2 separate regions of the Gasterosteus aculeatus genome follow, and region 1 is linked to region 2. A link is a contact called in public Hi-C data. All regions are on one chromosome and are shown on one strand. The core of a region is the stretch at or near the end of the contact, and the rest is flanking DNA. Distances in the headings are between cores, read along the strand shown. Region 1 holds the start of LOC120821628 (vomeronasal type-2 receptor 26-like). Region 2 holds the start of LOC120820653 (extracellular calcium-sensing receptor-like).

Region 1 (6,304 bases), core at 194-2,693, 140 kb before region 2:
CCTTAGATGAGCTACACAGCTAGCTGTCCTTGTCTGAGTGACAGACTCCAGTATCCTAACTTCTTCAGGACCATGCCCAGCGATATTTACCAAGCCCGGGCCATTGCCCAGCTTGCCATTCGCTTCAATTGGACCTGGATCGGAGCAGTTGTAGCAAACAACGATTATGGCCTTGTAGCCCAAAAGGTGTTTCGCTTCGGCATAAATACAAGACATCTACACAGCACCTCTTTTGTGTTAATCTATTCTTTTTCGCCCCCCTTTCAACTGCATACATCAGGTTTTTGAGGAGGAGACTCGGGGGGCCGGGGTGTGTATTGCATTTGTGGAGACTCTCCAAAGGGAAAACATTGTGACAGATGCCAGACAGGCGGCCCTCACAATTCAGGCCTCGACTGCAAAAGTGATTCTGATCTTTACCTGGTACACAGATGTGAGAGAACTGTTCTCGCAACTAGCCAAGATAAATGTGAGCAATTTTAATAAACCACAAGTTAACTTTTTAGAGAAACATCACAAATGATGTCTGTTGAATTATCATCTGTGATTGTGTTGTTATTTTTAGGTGACTGACAGACAGTTTCTTGCTAGTGAGGCTTGGAGCACCAGTGGTGATCTACTCCGGGATCCGTTCACTTCCAAAGTGGCACGTGGTGTTCTGGGTGTGGCCATTCGAAGTTCGCCCATCCCTGGATTTGAACATTTTCTCATGAGTTTGAACCCATACGATCGTCCTGAAGATACGTTCTTAAAGGAACTCTGGGAAAAGATGTTTGATTGTAGACTTTGGGCCACACCACAATCTACGAATACTTCTCCACCGTCACTTCAAAAGGATGCTCGGCCACTCTGCAATGGGACAGAGTCAATGGAGGCCGTGCAGAATCAATTCACCGACATCTCCCAGCTAAGAGTGACATATAACGTGTACCTTGCTGTTTACGCTGCAGCTCACGCCCTTCACAGCCTCCTGTCCTGCCCTGATACAGAAAGCTCCACCAGAAACAGCAGCGTCAACTGTTCCTCTCCCCAACACATCAACTCCTCAGAGGTTAACACAATCACGGGCTGTGCTGTACAAGGTTGAACAATGTAGCTGCTGAATCTTTTTTTAAGATGATACTATATTAGAAGTAATCATACAATATTTTTCCTTTCAGTTGTTGCAGCACTTGAGCAAAGTAAATTTCACCACGCCACATGGGGATATGTTTTACTTCCAAGGTGGTGACACTCCAGCAAAGTACGACCTTGTCAACTGGCAAAACACCCCTCAGGGGTCAGCCAAACTTGTTTTGATCGGCCGTGTGGACGGGTTCAACATCCACCTTAACGAATCAGCCATTCAGTGGAGCACAGGATCCAGTCAGGTGGTTTAAACTATCAATATTGATTCAGCCCAGTATCAGCATGTCATTCACAAGAACACTTGTCTTATGAAAATGGTTTTACTTGTTATCCAGGTGCCTACGTCAGTGTGCAGCGAGAGCTGCCTCCCAGGTACCCGAAAGGCCAACAGGAAAGGAGAACCTCTTTGCTGCTTTGACTGTATCCAATGTGCCGAAGGAGAGATTAGCAATCAAACTGGTGAGGAAATTATAAGACAACCTTAATTTAGAACTATTTGTGTCTTATTTTTCTTACCTCCTCTTTTGTTTCCCTCTCCCAGATTCCCTTCAGTGTGTACATTGTCCATCTGAGTTTTGGTCCAATGCTGAGCGAACTGCATGCATCCCTCGCCAGCTGGATTTCCTGTCCTTTAATGAAACCTTGGGCATCACCCTGACCGCAGTCGCTGTATCTGGTGCCACAGTGACAACAGCTGTGTTTGTAGTTTTCCTTTACTACCGTCAAACACCTATGGTAAGAATCCAATATAATTGTGCACAACTGTGATTTAGAATATGTGTTTGAGATAATCTGAATGAATCTCTTTTGGCTTGTAAACGTGCTTCTCTTTTTAAACATCTAAATCTAAATTGTTATTTAAAGGTGCGAGCCAACAATTCAGAACTGAGCTTCCTGCTTCTCCTGTCCCTGAAGCTGTGCTTCCTGTGCTCACTGGTGTTCATCGGTCGTCCATCCGTCTGGTCTTGTCGGTTCCAACAGGCAGCTTTTGGGATCAGCTTTGTACTTTGTGTTTCCTGCCTCCAAGTTAAGACTATAGTTGTTCTGGCAGCCTTCCGCTCAGCTCGGCCTGGTGCTGGAGCCCTGATGAAGTGGTTTGGTCCGGGCCAACAAAGAGGAAGTGTCTGCTTATTTTCCTTCATACAGGTCAGAAATAAAGAACAGCTTTATATTACCAGTGAATGCTTATTACACTATTTTTATTCACATCATACTTTACAATGTTTTCGTCGTCCTTAAGGTTCTCATCTGTATTATTTGGCTGCTGTCCGGCCCCCCTGTGCCTCGAGTGGACTTGGATATTCCAGGGGTCAAAGTGTCCTTGAAGTGCACCATGTCCTCTGTGGTGGGCTTCTCTCTGGTTCTGGGTTACATCGGTCTGCTGGCCTGCACCAGTCTTCTCCTGGCTTTTCTTGCTCGGAAACTCCCCGACAACTTCAACGAGGCCAAACTGATCACTTTCAGTATGTTGATCTTCTGTGCTGTTTGGATAGCTTTTGTTCCTGCCTATGTTAGTTCTCCTGGAAAATATGCTGTTGCTGTGGAGATTTTTGCAATACTCGCCTCTAGCTATGGTTTACTTTTCTGCATCTTTGCTCCAAAGTGTTTTATTATTCTTTTGAGGCCTAAAAGAAATACTAAGAAACACCTGATGGCCAGGTAGAAGAGAAATTAATAGAACAGCCCATATATTCTTGCATTTATTTTAAGTACATATACCTGCCTGCTAAAAACACTGTAATCGTTTTCACCAACTAGTGACATATATGATACGTTTATGCCACTCTTGTCCATCTACTATTAATTAATAACAAATAATATCATGTATTCACAAAGACAACTGAATAGTTACTGACAGAAAAATATAATAAATATATAAACTATTTTATATTTTATTTATTCAATATTATTTAATAAACCTTGTACCTTTTTTTTTGAGAAAAACAGCAATATCAATAAAAATAAATAAAAACCTCAAGGTTGTGTTTCAGTTCTTCCACTTGTAGATGTTCATATTTGTGTCACTTGTTATTTGGAGCAGGGAATTCAAGCAAGAAGGAGTTACACCAGATTGCAATACACATTGAGTAGTTCAGATGTGAACGACAGGAGAGAGTCAATGGGAAGTATTTTGGTTACACTACAACAGATTCCTATATTTTCCTCGTTTCATTTTGGAGTCCTTGTGATAATACAAGTAAGAATACAGCTTGTTTTGTGCGGCTTAAACACTGATTAGACTGTAACCTCATCAGCCATTCCCAGATGGACAGAACTTTCATGGATACCACGTTTACAGAATAAAATAACAGAGTTATAACACATTTAGTCAATACGACATAAATGCTTCAAGTAATGAGAGTAGTTAGTAGAATATTGACACAAAACTAAAATAGGAACCATGCATTTACTGTTATTTACTAGATTTTTTAAATCTTGGCCTGTTACTACTCTACCTTTTTGCCCCCAAATATGTCATCATTCTCTCGAGTGCTTGTTATCAATATCAGGAAGAAGAATAGTACAACTACATCTTTATGTATGTAATTAATAGATCTTTAATAATTAGATATACAATCTAATGATATAAGATTAATTCAATTAAAACTATAACAATTAGTTTATCGTGTAGCACATTTCAAACGCAAGGCAAAGTGCCTCACATAAAATCATTAAAAGAATCAAAACATTAGGCAAAATAAAAGGAATTTAATTTAAAAACAATTAAGAATCAATTGGAACATTAAAAACAGTCATTAAACATTAAACAAGCTACAAATACAATACAATACAATTTACAATAATTAAAAAAAAGATTCAGTAGGAAAATGCATTAATTTGAACTATACAGAGGAAATGCAGCAATTAAGTCTATAGTCACTATAGTACACATTTTACTACTGGATGCCCCGACCCATGACTGCTTTCTTTGTGTTCCTCTCTGGTCTCAGCAGGATTACATAACATTTGGGTCCAAACAGTGCTAACAAGAGACCAAAACTGGAGGCCAGGATAGCAAAAACCTCCACTGCATCTGCATATTTTCCTGGAGAGTTGACATAAGCGGGGACAAAGGCTATCCACACGGCACAGAAGATCAGCAGGCTGAAAGTTATGAGCTTGGCCTCATTGAAATTGTCCGGAAGATTTCTCGCCAGAAATGCTAACATAAAGCTGAGGATAGCCAATAAACCAATGTAGCCCAGTAATACTGCGAAACCGACGGTGGAACCAACTACACACTCATAAACTATCTTGTCTTTGTGGTATTGAGTGTTTTTATGGGGAGCTGGAGAGGCAGACACAATCCAAGCAGTGCAGATGGCTGCTTGAATAGAAGTAAGAACCACAACTGTCCCTCTCTGCTGCGCAGCACCGAACATCTTCAGACTGTCCCCTCCTCCCGGCTTGGAGGCCTTGAACACAGCCAGAACCACCATCGTTTTCACCAGAATACATGAAACACAAAGTACAAAGCTGATCCCAAATGCTGCATGTCTTAGTTGGCATGTCCACAGTCTGGGACGGCCGATGAACAGCAGTGAACACAGGAAACACAATTTAAGTGACAGCAATAGCTGGAAACTAAGTTCTGAATTGTTGGCGCGTACTAAAGGGGTGCTGTGATAATACATAAATATCCCAAGGACAACAGCACAGATGAATGTGCCCAGCAAAGAGGTGGCTGTCAAGCAGATTCCCAGAGGTTCTTGATAAGACAGAAACTCTGTTTTCTTGTGAACACAGTGGTCGCGCTGGGGGCCGGACCAGAAGTCCTCCGGACAACTGGTGCACTCCAGGGAGTCTAAGAAGACAGGGGAAGTGGTGAGATACATGCTTACATGATATGTTATGTGCAATGTTTAAAGCTGAATACCATTTTTTTCGCTGATCTCTCCTTCTGAACAAGGGATGCAGTCAAAACAGCAGACAGGTTGCCCTTTCTTTCTGGCCATCCGGGTACCTGGAGGACAGGTCTCACTGCACACTGACCTGGGAGGCTATAAGTAGAAAAATACATACCTGTTATTCTACACTAATTAATGCTGCTATAATGAGTCATTTCTGGGACACAAAATGTCCGAATAGTCTTAGGTACCTCTTTGGATTCAGTGTTCCAGAAGATTTTGTCTTGATCAAGTGTGAGTTCTTCACCTTTGACTGACTCTTTAACCTGCCCCACATTCTGAATTTGTATCCTTCCGTCAGGGAGCCACAGCCAGTTCATGATGTCATACATTGGCGCGGCATCACCATTCTCATCAAATGACACATGGTCACCAAATGGTGTGGTGAAGTTTACCTTTTCCATGTAGTACACAAGCTACACATATCAAAATATGGGATAGCGGGAAGTCAGAAAGGACACATAAAAAACAACCAAGGTGAACACATCAGTGCCTGGTATTCAATACTCAAACTGAATACTACACTTAAGAAATACAAAGACAATTCAATTTTAGCAATAATACTGTATACCGAGTGTAAAGAGTTGGTGCCTCTGGCCTGATATCGTTATTCACTGCTGTTACTCATGGCGGGAAAATCATTTCTGCATTTACTTTCAGATAACTCCTATTTTTATATGATGATTTACTCTAACTGCTAATCCACCCAGGATTTAGTCATTTGGACGGATGGAGTTTAAACTGACATCCCACCTGCCACGGCTCCACCCTTTGCAAAGTTCCACAGCTGTTCCCAGTGAAAGGCCCTCTCCCTGGCTCGCACTTCAGCATGTCATCAAGAGCATATGCCAGGGCGTACACAGCCTTGTAGACGTTGTACTCTGGCCTAAGGTTTGAAATGTCCAAGAACTCATTCACCACAAGCTCTGGGTCTTCCTGTCCAGTGCACAGTGATCCCCCGGCCTCCACCCAACCTGCATGAGGTGGTGCAAATCTACACTGAAATGTGTATTCCCAAAACAGATTTACCTGAATATATATTCAAAACAGATCATCATTAATTAGTATAATATACTGTACTAGTATCACAAATACCAGATCAAATTGCAAGATTGATCTCACCATACTGTTTCCATAGCTGTTGTTGTGTTGTAGATCAGGTCGTATTTGTAACAGGAAGTCCCTGAAACCTGGTATTTCCCCTCGACGGATGGCAATGCCCAGAGTGCCACCTATGTACGGCATGAGTTTGGGGGTCTGAAGCACAG
Region 2 (6,358 bases), core at 753-3,252:
TGGGTCTTCTCCTTGGTTGGATTGGTTCGGTTTTGGTATTTGGTCTGCTTCAGGGATCTTAGGTTTTACTGATTTGCGCTGGCGGGAGCTGCAGCGGTTCATTGCCACCTGGTGGTTGTAGCGGAGCACGCACACCGACAAGCCATACATCATTCCATTCCCTTTTACCACACAGACCAGTGAAAATCCCCTAAAGCACAGCGGGGCCATTCATTATTTTTAATGGATATGCCTTCATGGCATGGGGCTCTTTTGTTATACATGCATACTCATTGGGATTAATGGTGTTCACTCTGTTTTTAAACATTCTGTGAAGAGAGTTATCTTATTTCCCATTTATATTATTACTGGTGTTCTTAAGTGTCAACTACATTTACAGTCCAAATATTAGGAAAATACATTCAGCTGCATTGTTGTACTTGTTTATAAAAGAAACATTCCCCCTTGAAATTAAGATTATTCACTATTTCATTTTATTGAGTTTCATTTGACTCCGTAATGGTATTATAAATAGAGTTGTGAAAAATGGCCACATATTCAAGATCAGAGACATTTTGTGACTTAGTGTCTTGCTCAAAGCAACACAGCAACTTGAAGAGGCATCAGGTTTCTCTTGTTGACTATTTGCATCTTTTTGTTCTTCTTTTTTTAATCATCTGTATTCCAAGACGTTTAAGGACTTAAACATCCTGTGATCAGGGGTTTTAATTACCTTGAATACCCCTGTGAGGACAGCTGATTTCAATTGCAGTGCCCCTGTTGTTCAGTTCTAATCAGCTTGTTTGCAGAAACAATGAAGCTGATCCCTTTCCCTTGAGAGCATAAAGCCTAAGTCTAAAATCTTACTTACAAGAAAAGGAAACAAGTGTATCATAATACTGAGCATTTTGTCTCTGTCCATCCTCCCAGCATCACACAGGGACATATTAAATAAATAATCAAACGTAAAATTATTTGACCTGAGGCAGCATGTAAAATGGTCTTTGATACACACTAAGTGCTGCTCTGTTTTTGAGCCTGCAGGGTTTGTTCTCTTAATGATGTGCACAACACAATAATGACTTTCCCTGTGGATATTTGTAAAGCAAGAAGAAAAAAATAAGTAATAATATGTTACATTATTACTACTAAATGTCTATTAATTAAACCGTATAGTAAAAACACTTATATCTTTCTTTCTATCAGAATGAAACACTTCATTTTGATATTACTTTGAAGTTTTCCTCTCAATAGGTTTGCTGTGTATCAAATTTGTGTCTGTGCATTTGTGTTTGAAAGGCATGTAACTCAGATCAGCAGCCCCTTGTGACACCAGTCTGCCATCTGCCTTCTCACATCATTGAAGGATGAGTTAGGCCTATTCGGGCGTGCTGTCGTTGCATGACACAGCTCGTGTCTTTCTCCATCATGGTCAAGTGCTCATTCCAGATCCGTGTTGTTGTTGTTGTTGTTGTAACTTACTTTGAAACTGGGGTTCTTTTTCCACTGACCAATGGCCCAAGGGAAATCAGGTCAGTTTGACAAGTGTGATATGAGGCTGGTAGCATTTATAGGCTACAGACTAAACCTTAAGATTGGATTGCCTGTCTACAGAGTGTGCATGTAGCGTCGGAGGTGTTGAACATAACCTTCAATATACAGGCTTAGGTCAAGGTTTTTGGCTACAAAATGGATTAAGCTTTAAAGAAAAGAAAGATTTTCCTATGTATGTGTGTTTTCCTTGTATCTGTTCTCTAAAATACAGCAGTTGAACTGATATGGATATTTACTTTTAAGTGTGTATGATGCCGGCTTGAAGAAAGGAGGATGTATTTGGGGATTAGATCAGTGGAGCTTAATCTTTCCAGGAGGAGGACAGAGCTAGTGCGTTTCAGTCTCCTATGGTGGGTGATTTTTCCCTACAACTCAAACCAAGACCAGAGCCAGCATTGCAAACCAATCCCAGGGTCTCTGGCACTGCCTGTGCTGGAGAAAAAGGGGGACATCATGTTGGGGGGACTCTTCTCCCTTCATGACATGGTGATGGAGCACAGTCTGTCCTTTACCTCTTCACCTCCCTCGGAACAGTGCACCAGGTGAGCTGCTCTTTAGCTTGTCTTGATTCATCTGCAACTTTTCTCATAATTGAATTGCTTCCAATATAATGGTGTCAGTTTTGTCTTTTTTTATAAGGGCTTCACACAAAAAATGATGATGATTTTAACATCACTGCTCTCTCAGATTTAACTTGCGGACTTTCCGTTGGATGCAAACTATGGTCTTTGCCGTAGAGGAGATCAACCGAGATGACAAACTCCTTCCCAACATCACACTGGGCTACAAGATTTATGATTCATGCAGCACACCCCATCAGGCACTGAAGGCTGCTATGGAGTTAGTGGGGCATGAGAGGAGTTCAGGCGTCAAGGGAGAGACACAGAGGGAAGGCGGCTGTCGGGGCACGGTCCCGGCGGTGATAGGAGACGGAGGCTCTACTCAGTCTCTCGTCGTGGCCCGCTTGCTGGGAGTGTTCCACGTGCCGCAGGTAAGACAGTCACAAAGACTGGAGAGGGCCAATAGTCTCACGCTCATAGTGGCTTTAACCTGTGGATCCTTGATAAGTCCTGATGTTATGATGTTTGACATTCAGGTTAGTTACTTCTCCAGCTGTGCCTGCCTGAGTGACAAAAAGGACTTTCCTGCTTTTTTAAGGACTATGCCCAGTGACTTCTTTCAGGTTAGAGGCAGCAGCCATCCAGAATATTACTTCTACACAAGCAATATTCATCTGTGGAATTATTTCAACCCCCCCTCCCCCCTCACCCCTCCTCTTCCCCCTCTCTCCTTGCGTCTCTCACCTTTGTCCTCTTTCTATCTGTAGGTAGATGCATTAGTACAACTCGTCAAGCATTTTGGCTGGACTTGGGTGGGTGTCATAGCAGGGGATGATGCTTATGGCCTTGGTGGGGCAAACATATTTGTCAATAAGGTGAGTCACGCACCCATAAATAAAGAATTTAACAAAAATAGTTTGGCATTAAGTAATTTGTATTGTACAACACATTGTGATAATACAATTAAGTTGTTCTCCATCCCTCTTGTTGCCCTTAGGTGGGAAAATTGGGTGTTTGTGTTGCCCTTCACGAGGTTATCCCTAAGAACCGAGCACAGACCACAATTTCATCAATTGTTTCCAAGATCCGCTCCTCTGGGGCTCGAGTGATTCTGGTGTTTGCTGTGCAACAAGATGCAGCCGCATTGTTTGGCGAAGCACTCAGGCATGAATTGTTCAGAATCTTCTACACCACTTTACTATTTAAAATGCAATACAAATTTGATATTGACTTTTGGTTTGTTGTCTTTTTACGGATACAGATTTAATGAGTTACAAGTTCAGATACATTTATAATGTCAAAGAATGACCTCTCCATATCATTTTAACTTAGAGCGGGGCTCACTGGGATACAGTGGCTGGCCAGTGAGGCTTGGAGCACAGCTGGCGTACTCTCCACTCCCAGAAAGCAACGCCACATTCTCCAGGGTTCGATGGGATTTGCCATTCGGAGAGCACACATTCCCGGATTGCAAGACTTTCTCCTTCGCCTGCATCCCTCAAGCCGCAATGCCCCTACAGATCCCTTCCTGATACCCTTCTGGGAAGAAGTGTTTCAATGCAGCCTGGCAGCGCGGGCTGAAGGTCAGGAACAGACAATTGAGGGTAAACCTCCATGCTCTGGAACAGAAGAGCTGAGGAGTGTGAGGAATATCTATTCAGATGTGTCACAACTAAGGATTTCCTACAATGTCTATAAGGCGGTGTATGCCTTTGTTCATGCGCTTAAGGCAATGAGATTCTGCGTGAAAGGAAACGGACCATTTCCTCTGCAGGCCTGTGCAGATCCAGATCACATAGAGCCGTGGCAGGTACGATACTAAATGTTCACTAATTCACTCCAGTCAACACAAAAGTAAGCGATGCTCAAATATTATTTTTATATATTGCTGAACAAGATTGAATGTACTTTATTCCATAAGTTGCTTCATTACATCAAATCTGTGAAATACTTGAACTCCTTTGGCGATGAAACCAAGTTTGATGAGAACGGTGACCCTGCGGCCATGTATGACCTGGTGAACTGGCAGCTGAGACAAGATGGAGAAATGGAGTTTGTTACTATCGGCAAATTTGACGAGATGACCGCAGGTGGAAAGCAAGAACTTCAGATCCAGGAACACATGATTGTATGGAATGGCAACCAAACCGAAGTACGGATCTCAATAGAACAAAATAATGTAATTATTATTATTTCCATTGCATCTCGTGTCTTTTTGTTATTTAACTGTGTACTGTCCTTTGTCTAGATTCCCTTGTCAGTATGCAGCAGCATTTGTCCCCCAGGTACCCGTCAGGCAATCAGACCAAACTTCCCTATTTGCTGCTATGATTGTGTTGTTTGCACAGCTGGCTGGATAAGCAATCAGACTGGTAAGCAAAGCCACTTGTCTACATTGTGTCTGAAAATCGAACCTATGGTTGCAGTGGTAGAGCCACAATACAACATCTAAAGTCTTCTTTTCTGTCCTCCAGATGCTATAGAATGTGTGGAGTGCCTCCCAGAGTTCTGGTCCAATGTTGAGAGGACAGCCTGTATTCCCAAACAAGTAGAGTTCCTCTCCTATAACAGCACAATAGGCATCACCCTGATGGCTATTTCCATCACTGGCTCCCTCTGCACTTGTGCTGTGGCCTTCGTATTCTCTTTTCACAGAGTCACTCCTATCGTCAGGGCCAACAACTCTGAGCTGAGCTTCCTGGTGCTCTTCTCCTTGACTCTGTGTTTCCTGTGTTCTCTGTCATTCATTGGCCAGCCCTCGGAGTGGTCCTGCATGCTGCGCCACACAGCATTTGGAATTACCTCTGTGCTCTGTATATCTTGTATCCTGGGGAAAACTATAGTGGTGCTGATGGCCTTCAAGGCCACACTTCCAAACAGTAATTTAATCAAATGGTTTGGGCCTGCAAAACAAAAGGCAATCATTGCCTTTTGTACACTGATCCAGGTAAGGATTTCTGACTCATAATGAATCTCGGCCAGCGCTTTTTCCTAAACATCGGTGTAAGACACGTCTCTGTTTTTTGCAGGTAATAATCTGCACAGTGTGGCTGGTTGTTGCTCCCCCCACTCCACGCCAAGTAATGGCCCACAAGAGCGCTGTCGTCATTTTCTTGTGTGACAAAGGTTCACTTATAGCCTTCTCTCTAGTCCTGGGTTACATTGGCCTGCTGGCCTGCATCTGCCTGGTATTGGCCTTCCTGGCAAGGAAACTACCGGACAATTTCAACGAGGCCAGACTCATCACTTTCAGCATGCTCATTTTTTGTGCAGTGTGGATAGCTTTTGTTCCTGCTTACATCAGCTCACCCGGAAAGTACTCCACAGTCACGGAGGTGTTTGCTATCTTGGCCTCCAGTTACGGACTGCTGGGTTGCATCTTTGCCCCAAAGTGCTACATGATCCTGATGAAGCCAGAAAAGAACACATGGAAACACCTGATGTCGAAAGCTGCCGCCGGAAAATTCTAGGAGAACATCTTTATTCCATACAATATATATACAGTATAAAGAGTCAAAGTTTTAGCATCTAGTCCTTGAATAGTGACAGTTAGGTTTCACCACTAGAGGACAGTAGCGTGTTGTTAAAAGTCCCTTCTGCTGTTGTTTAACCTGACCAATCACTTCCCCAAATGTCTTTGTACATTTTGCCATATAACATTTTAGTTACTATTATCTAATAATGATTACCACTAGTTAAAGATCTTTCTTAACCATATGAATACATTTTGTCGGTGGTGTGAAAATAACAAACTGTTTAGTCACAGAAACAATATGAAAGACAAAAGAGCATTGGCATAATATGGTGTTATCTTATGAAAAGGCCTGTAGTCTTTAACTGCCCGTAATTCAAGACCGAGTTTTTATTTTTCCAACTACATAAAAATGTCATGGACAGCTCGTTGTGAATGTAAATAGGATTCGACAGCATTGTCCATACGGATTTGACCTGAGATGGAATGATGAGGCCTTTGTGTCTGAGGTATGCTGTGTGGAAATCCCAGCCATCAGTGGTTAATTTGAACCCTCATACTTCGGAGGCCTTTACATATAAACACCACGCTTGGCTGCTCCCTGCAAAAACAAACTAAAACGTCAGACATTTTTCCGTCTCTCTACATCTGCTTCCAAGCTTACCTTGATTATCCACCACTAATTGATCGGTATTATTCTATTTTCATTTACTTCCTATTGTTACTCTTCTTAACCTTCACATTATTTCGTTCTTTATATTGTATCATTCATGTCAATGTGAGACAGTGGAGC

The links. Hi-C and Micro-C count contacts between places; a contact is called where the count stands out from the background.
Region 1: a Hi-C map of skeletal muscle shows a contact between it and region 2, with 5 times the contacts expected there. The contact joins the promoter of LOC120821628 here to the promoter of LOC120820653 in region 2. A contact is called at or near these places in 3 of 6 Hi-C or Micro-C datasets (skeletal muscle and tail fin).

What each region holds. Positions count from the first base shown.
Region 1 is chr1:11,673,792-11,680,095 of fGasAcu3.hap1.1, reverse strand. LOC120821628 (vomeronasal type-2 receptor 26-like) reads left to right here and starts at 1,443. Exons shown (of 4, transcript XM_078089454.1): 1 at 1,443-1,587; 2 at 1,670-1,863; 3 at 1,993-2,274; 4 at 2,369-3,106. The coding sequence starts at 1,443. The coding sequence ends at 2,791. It also overlaps the pseudogene LOC120820485.
Region 2 is chr1:11,533,870-11,540,227 of fGasAcu3.hap1.1, reverse strand. LOC120820653 (extracellular calcium-sensing receptor-like) reads left to right here and starts at 2,002. Exons shown (of 10, transcript XM_040178707.2): 1 at 2,002-2,075; 2 at 2,221-2,524; 3 at 2,630-2,716; 4 at 2,861-2,968; 5 at 3,091-3,257; 6 at 3,426-3,903; 7 at 4,015-4,245; 8 at 4,342-4,465; 9 at 4,568-5,040; 10 at 5,123-5,563. The coding sequence starts at 2,017. The coding sequence ends at 5,563.